Regions from separate parts of the Mus musculus genome. Here region 1 is linked to region 2. A link is a contact called in public Hi-C data. All regions are on one chromosome and are shown on one strand. Each heading gives the region's core, a stretch centred on a gene start, on an enhancer-like site or on the middle of the called end of the contact. The rest is flanking DNA. Distances are from core to core; before and after follow the strand shown.

Region 1 (4,229 bases), core at 1,555-4,054, 140 kb after region 2:
AAAATCATGCCTGGATCTGCACCGAGAGGGAAACATCCAGAGGGCCAGGGAGGGAGGGATAATGTATCAAAAGAGACCCATGGTCCCTGTGTGCATCTCCAGAAAGTGTCCCATTCTAGTTGGGAGGTGGGCTTTCAGACTGATGTCACAGCCTACCAAAGGGCTTTGTAGAAGACCAGGCAAACCAGTCAAACTACTAAATGGATAAAGTGAAGAGCTTTATTCAAAGTGGGAATGGCCACTTTGAAATGTTGTCTTTTCTTTGTCTCCAGGCAACAGGCTCAGTGATGTCAAAGCTTAGAGTAAGGAAGGATGCATGTTATGATGACAAACTTAGCACTCAGGATACAGACAAGGGGAGTTCAAATACACACAGACCCTCCTCCGGTCTGACATAGGGGTAGCTTCTTAGCCTTCTGAACGAGTTTTCTTATCAGTAAGATAGGATTTCAAACGCCAAAAAGCTATCAAGAATAGTTTATGGAAATCCGAACAAAAAATACACGTAAACAATAGTTTCTCCATGTGGGGAATCCTCAGCCAATCCCCTTGCCCTCCCTTACCAGGGGCAGAAAAACAACATGAAGAAAGACCATCCCTAAATCCCAACACTGAAAGACAAATAAACACAGAACGTTGATAGCATGTGTCCGAGCTCCCAGGTTTGTGGAATCACCTTATTGTCCGATCCTATGCCGTTCTCTCTTTTGAAGACTTGACCATAGACAGCTAATCTGTGTGTCCACCAAGGCCCAGCTCATCTCAGACCTAATCCATTCACAGATCCAAAACAGAGGCCAGGCTTTCTCATATCCACCTGGCCTGGGCCAGACCTCTGTGCTTCAGGGTCCACATTAAAGAAGACAGGAAGAGGAGTAAGTCCCACTGCCCAAGTACTCAGAACAAGAAGCCCAAACTCAGTGGAAAGAAAGCAAGCAGCCTAAAACAAAGCAGGTCGTTTTTGTGTTTATGGGGAGAAACTTTAGGTTTTGGTGGTAATTATATACAATTTTTATTTTTTTTATCTTAAGCAGATTGCTGTTGTTTTAGTTTTAAGTGGGTTTTGTTTTATTTTGTTTGAGACACGTTTTAATCTTATATCTATTGAAACAGAGCAACAGGAGATAAAATGGAGCACAGTTTTGAACAATTTCTATCAGGTCATTCTGATTAGCTACCACGGCCACTTGGGAATGGGGTCAGCTACTCAACTCCAGAAGGCGAGGTGAAGACTTTGTAAGTCACCTTCTATTTATGAGTGACGCTGGCAAGGTCATTTCTATCTGCGTTGTCTTTTTAGGAGACATCTTGTAGAACCAGAAGGAAGTGGATATGTGGAAGAGGGCAAAAGGAGGTACAGAAGCAAGAAGCAAGAAAGGAGGGAGAAAGAGAGAGGGAAGGAAGAAAGGAGGGAGGAATAGAGGGAGGGAAAGAGGAGAGAAAGGAGAGAGAGAAGGAGGGAGTGGAGGAGGGAGGGATGGAGAGACGAAGAGGAAAAAGAGAAGGGGGAGAGAAAGTGAAAGAGGAGCAGAGAGGAGGGGAGACGATTAGAGTCTTTTTATTTCTAGAAAATAATTAATAGTAAGGCAATAAATAAGTGGTTTCAGAGTCAGTAGACTGACCACAGCCATATTTTTTTTTCTCCATCAGTTTCTGAGAACAACTGTTTTGGAGTTAGCATAGTGTGTCTGTTCCAAAGAAGGAGGATTAGAAATTTGAGAGCCTGATGTGTCCTGGTCCAAAAAAAATGGTCCCACCCATAGCCTCCAGTGACCTGACTATAGTCACTCAGGGATCTATCAGGACAGAAGCCAGAATTTAAAGATACCACTGCATGGTGCAGTTTACAGTCTAGTCTCATTGTTCATCTCCAAAGTGTCATGAGCAAAGTTATAAATTATGATATTTCACTATTTCTGTTCCCATATTATAAAAAAAAACATTATAAAAGAAAATCCAGGTGGTGTCTGAAAATCAGAAACAACAGCAGCAGCAGCATGAAGAACAACCAGTATGATTTTAAACTAGATGATTAAATCATATAAATGGATGACAGAGCCACACAACATAGGGTCAGACTACAGCACTGTGTTTTTATCCGCTCTTTGGTTTTGTGTATATTGTTAATAACATGTAAGGTTTTTTTAAAGCTTTCTTGACAAGGGGCATGCTATAAAACAAACGAAAGTCTTCCAGCAACCCACAAAAGAATCGACTTTTGTTATTTTAGGAGTAACTGGAGATGTGTCAGAGTTGGTGTTCGTATTTTGAGGCTGTGGAGCACCTCTCCCCTATGTCCCCAACACCTACAGCTGCAGTTAATGCGCAGTTAATGGGATCCGTACTCACCTCTGTTGGAGGGCAACCAGAAAGATGCTTCTATAGTGAGGGTATGGAACCTGTCCAAATGAGCATGCTCATTCACCTCTCCTAGCCTCCCTACACATAGGCCACAGCTTTAAGGCCTGAGTCATCAGAGGTGACTGTTAATTACGGCCATCCCTCCCTATCCCCCATTTCTAGCAGGGTTGCAATTATGTGGGAGGAGTGCTCTCCAGCCGCCTTCTTCTTCAGAATAGAAGAAGCCAGAACAGGAAGAGTGTGTTAATGACCTGTGTAAGCCTGAGCCCAGTGGCTAGTGAAGGAAGACAACAGCCCCGATAATTAGCAACATAATTAAATGGCAAGAAGAAAACCAGGGACTGACCACAATTTCAAATTGCTTTCTATAGGCTCTCTCAAGGCACTCTTGTTTTATCCTGAAGGCTGCTTGTCCTAAAACTTTAAAAATCACCTCAAGGATTGTCAGGGACTCTTCTGAAAGTATACATCGAACCACAACATGGAGGTTTGGTGAATTGAAAGAGATTCCTCATGCCTCCTTAAATTCCCTACCTAGACCTTCCGATTCTAATCTCTATCTATCTCCACTTTACCTCACAGTCAAATCAGTAATTGGCTTGGACTGGATGGTTCATTGACTTCTATTCTTCAGTCAGCAGCAGCAGCAAGTACCTCCTTCCACCAAAGAAGCCCCAGCTCAGGACTTAAGGAAATAAATCGAAGTGTATTGCACTCGACTGCGCTCCAGAAAAAAAATAAAAATCATGCACACACATACACACATACACACACAACCACACAACCACACACACACACCACACACACCACACAACCACACAACCACACACACACACGACACACACATACGCACATACACTGTATCAATCATTTTAAGAACTAATCTTTATAATAAGGTTATTTTTTATTTCTTCTATCTAAAGTTTCGTTTCCCCTTAGCTCTTCATATAGCCTTGTGGGCTAGAGGTTCCCATCTTGTTTTTTTTTTTTTAAATGAAGCTGATACTTGATGTATTTAAAAGAAACTTGCTCAAAATTTCAGCAAGTCAGCTAGATAATAGAGTTACAAAAATAAGCCATCTTCACTCAAACACAGCCAGAAATTATATGGGGTCCTCTATTCCTTTGTATCAATCACAGATTTTGTCTTTTCATTCAAATCCTACCTATGGTCAAATAATGATCATTAGTAATCAATTTTATAAGAAATAAAATTAATATTTGAGTATTATTAGCTTTAAAATGTAGAGGGCTAATGATTACCATAAAACTGAGCATGTAGACAAAACTTTTGGTATGCTTTTAATTTATCAGTGGACTAGAACAAACTGACTTCCAGAAACCTTTGTGTGACTGTCCAAAAGACCAAGGCTTAGTCACATCTTGGCTCCTAGCCTGCCCTACTGTGTCCCTAGCCCAGAATTTCTTTCTGCCTGTCTTTATCACAGTGTTGTATGTAGCCCTAAAAACCTAGTTCCATAGTCTTACCTGGACTGACCAGCCACTAAAGACCTCCCTCCTCTCCTTCCCTCTCTCCTCCCTGCTTGTTCTCTCCCTCCCTCCCTCCCTCCTTTGCTCTCCCTGTCTCCCTTCCTTGAACTGCCAAGAACATTAGTATTTCCCATGTGTGTGCCAACTTTCCTTCCTCATTGAACTGTGACTAAAACTTACATGTCAACTCTTGATGCGACCAGGTTCATTTCTCTGATTGGCCACTTCCTTGAATTTGTACAAGGTTTTGGCTCTGTGTCCCCAGGGGTACTTGTTTCATTTTCAAGAGTCAAACAGTCAAAGCAACTAGGAAGCTTAGAGGAGGGGGGAAAAAAAACCAAAATCCAACCACGGGGCTCTGCTCCCTGCTATCAGGT
Region 2 (3,935 bases), core at 1,347-3,846:
TCTATTCACGTGACTACTTCTGAACTCATCCCAGGGCCCAGAAATATAATGTACAGTTGGCTTCACTCTAGGTAAATTAAAAGTGACTTTTTTTTCTTATGGTAGCGAAGTGGCTACAGCAATCCCAGACTTCACATCCCCATCTCATGTCTTTTAGAAGATCGAGGTACCTCTAACGTTGTGAACACCAAACACAACAGCTGAGTTTTACTGACAGCCACTCATGCACCCTCCCCCATCACTGCAAGGATGGCAGAATGCTTCTGGGGTCCAGCCTTCCAGCTCCCCATGGAGAAAGCTGCTTCCAGAGACCAGCATCACTGTCGCCAAACACAATTATATGGGAGTAGATAATCAGGAGCCCAAATGTATGTATGTGTATGTATGAATACATACATAATGTGTATACACACACACACATATATATGTATATATATATGTATATATGTATATATATGTATATATATGTATATATGTGTATATATGTATATATATATATATATATATATATATATATATATATATATATAAAATGCCCTCCACATCTTCATTTAATTAACCAAACTTATTTCATATAGGCTGATACTGTCTTCTTGCTACACTTTGCTCTTTGCTATAGATCTCCCAGACATAGGCCCTTCCTTGAAGCACTCAGCCTCAGTGTACAAGATTATTTATCAATTAAACTTATATGACTTTAAGTTAACTGTGAGGAAACCTGTTGAGGAAAAGTCAGTGTCAATTCATGCCTTTTTTTTTTTAACACTGAAGCCTAGGAAACACTTTGCAAATCATAACAGCTGAAGACACCATTCCCCACACGTCCTATTACCTTAATTTTTTTTTAGTGCTGCTTTTCAAATATTTCATTTCTACCTATGCCCAACTCACTTTTGAATATTTATATTTATTTATGTATGGACTAAAATGTGGGCCCTGGTAAGCATATCATAACACCTGCAAAAGGTTCCCAATCAGGCAGCACTCCAGCAGCCATGTTTTAGAGTCAGGCTGTTGCAAATTCTCCAAGAACAACTGTGGATCTCGTCCTTGAGCAATCCCACCGGTGCATAGGAGAGAGCCCTGGCCAGCACACAGGAAGGGGCCAAAAAAAGAGACAAAATGGCAGTCTTCAGCATCATTGACATTTATGTGAAACAACTGTGACCAGAAAGACCCAGATAAATCTCTCAGCACTGATACAACCATATAAGGTATCCCTGCCCCGTGTTTTTAATGTCTTTTCTATTTCCTAGGTACTGCGAAGGGTTGCCAGGAGCACTAGGGAAAAGAAAGCATTCTCTCGGCAGCCACGTAAAATATTTTCAAGAGAATGCAAAGGTTTTAGAAACTCTTTCCATACTCCCAGATCTTCCTAATTATACAAAATATCAAAACACTTGGGAAAACAGCAAAACTTCTGATCATCTTAAGTTTCTATTTCCCAAGTGGGCCTTGGGGTTGGACTTTCTCAGAGCCTCTCAAGGTTTCACTGGAAAGGTCTCTGCCAGACACTGCTTAGCTGGCATGCTTCTCACGGGATTCAAGAAAAACAATTACCCTACTACGACTAAAATAAAATATTTTGTGGCAGTGTTCACTGCTAAAAGACAAGCACAAATATCCAGAATGGGAGCATATTGTAGGTGGTTATGGAAGATTGACAGGATGCTCCACCCAATCAGCTGATGATCAAAAGACACCCCATCTAGCCGTCCAGCTATCCAGCCGTCCAGCCATCTCCACTGCCAGGCCAGCGTGGTCTCCCTCCCCACTCAGCATCCATCACGTCCTCTCATTTCCCAGAGCAATCCTGCATAATATCTTTTCATGTTTGTTTTGAAAGCTAGAAATGTTGTTTTCTATATGCTGTGTTTCCCACATGGCATGCGTGCCGTGTGGTGTGCAATTTGAAGCTTTTCAGCTAATCCTTCCAAACGCACAGGTGGGTGAGATGCTGGAAGACTGCACCCCAAGAGGACGTGTGTTTAAGCAGTTCAAGATTTCTGAACGTGGAGATTATGTCATTATTCAAATTTCCATTTCGGGAGAGATGATTAAATCATTCCATCCTGATGATTGTTGTGTAGCTAAATAAACTTCCCAAGTGTCCTTGGTATTTGCCTAAATTGGTTGTGAAAGGCAGATCTAGTTTCTATTTGTAAAGAGTTTCTTGAAGTTTCTTTCAATCTCACAAAACCAATCCAAAACGTGGAAAATTAGGAGCAGAAAACTCTGAAGGTCTTTAGGCTTCAAGAGAGCATCAAGGAAGCCATCGATATGTGCCTTTTATAGGATGAAGTACAACGGAGGATACAGGACCCAGGCAGGAGGAGATGAAGATAAGAGGTTAGCTGTATCAGTATAGAGGAGGAGGCAGCAACTGGGCCATGTCCCTTCTCTCAGAATAGCCCCTCACTAAGCCCCTTTTCGCCTCCTCATCCTCAAGAGTTTAGTGAAAGGAGATGCTGAAGGGAGATTTTTTTCCCCCTGCAACCTCCCGTGTCATGAAACTGAGAAGCAACAGGAAAGAGATCCCCCATCGCATCCCATACAAACAAACACAAGCAAACACCACCGTATCGCAAGAGATTTTGTGTCTCCACATCACCAACCTGCCACCAATGCTGGTGGCACGCTAGCTTTGAGAGATGTTTAATAACACAGAGTTCTAAAACAGAAAAAGAGCTCAGGAGGCAACAAATTCGCCAAAAGGGAAAATGAAACCACCAAAGAAGTCATGGAATTCCTTGATAGTCCCCATAAGGTGACGTAACCTACCCTCCGATCTCCCACTTGGATATTTAAACTTAATGTCTCAGACAGGAGGGTCACAGAAGACAGAGGTGTTGATACATTTCTCATGCTCTCTCCTGATCCTTCGTCTCTCTCTCTCTCTCTCTCTCTCTCTCTCTCTCTCTCTCCCTCTCCTCTTGACCACTTATATTCACTTTCTCCTTCACTGTAGCCAGAGACCAAGAAGCAGACTCCAGTTTCCCTAGAACAGATCAATCCTAACAACAATTTACTCTCATGGATGAAAATCCCATTTTCCTCTATGAGGGACTGCTCAGTCAGAAGGCCATGTGGGCCCAATTTGAAAGAAATGGGAAAAAGAAACCAGCCACATCCACTGAGAGCCTGAGGAGCAGGCTGTCCAAGAACAGGGGGGTGGGGGTGGGGGACCAGCATGTACTATGCTTCTAAATTTTATAAGGATTTAGAAGAGCAGAAGAAAATAGCGAAATAATAATTTGGTGCTTAGAGGCTGTGGCTCAAAAAAAATTACAATATTGAATTATAGCAATATGGGATGGTTGCCAAAACTAAGTTTCTTTCTTTTTCTTTTTCTTTTTTTCTTTTTCTTTTTCTTTTTTTTTTTTTCTCCTTCTTTCTTTTTTTTTTTTTAATTTGGCCTTTAAGCCATTTAACAGAAAGATTCCTTTAAAATAATCTATCTATAAAAAATGGAAGCTCACAGAGCTCTTAGAGCTTAAAAGTTACAGACAAAGGAAGCAACTGAAGTGCCTCTCCTGATCGCACCTTAGACTCCTGAGGTCTGCAGAGAGACTGCAAAAGAGCGCCCCCGCATGGACATAGTGAGACGCAGCCTCTGTCGTAGGCACACGGGTGCGCAGTGTAGTTAGAAAAGTGTCCACAATCTCAGGCAAGGACCACACAGTGATGGCAGCCATTTTCCCTGTGAAAAAGTAGCTGTGAAGGGAAGCAGGATATTGACTTAGTAAGCCCACTTCTCTTCTTTCTCTCCCATGGCTTTGAGCTATTTTGTTTTCTCTGGTGTGTGTCCAAGGTAATAGGACCGGTTTCTGCAAATCGCACTGGAAAGGCGGCCCTGGGTACTTTGCATGCCTCGAGTTTGCAGAGGGCTCGTGGAAGCGGCAACAGGTGGGTCTTATTGAGGTTTACAGAAGCAG

The links. Hi-C and Micro-C count contacts between places; a contact is called where the count stands out from the background.
Region 1: a contact with region 2 is called in a Hi-C map of the N1E-115 cell line, with 2.4 times the contacts expected there. The contact joins two enhancer-like sites. A contact is called at or near these places in 5 of 484 Hi-C or Micro-C datasets (the 3T3-L1 cell line, the HPC-7 cell line, the N1E-115 cell line and 2 more) and 1 of 115 datasets of contacts at active chromatin or transcription factors (embryonic stem cells).

Annotation. Positions count from the first base shown.
Region 1 is chr1:78,144,402-78,148,630 of GRCm38.p6, forward strand. All of the region lies in intron 4 of Pax3 (paired box 3), which reads right to left. Among named protein-coding and RNA genes, the nearest start is that of Pax3, 51 kb to the right of the region's middle. Within about 2 kb of position 2,805, at least 14 of the 459 cell types and tissues checked have an H3K27ac peak or open chromatin away from gene starts, as enhancers often do. A contact at or near this core is called in the N1E-115 cell line, where this site is marked.
Region 2 is chr1:78,005,340-78,009,274 of GRCm38.p6, forward strand. No RefSeq gene overlaps it. Among named protein-coding and RNA genes, the nearest start is that of Gm26263, 110 kb to the left of the region's middle. Within about 2 kb of position 2,597, at least 8 of the 459 cell types and tissues checked have an H3K27ac peak or open chromatin away from gene starts, as enhancers often do. A contact at or near this core is called in the N1E-115 cell line, where this site is marked.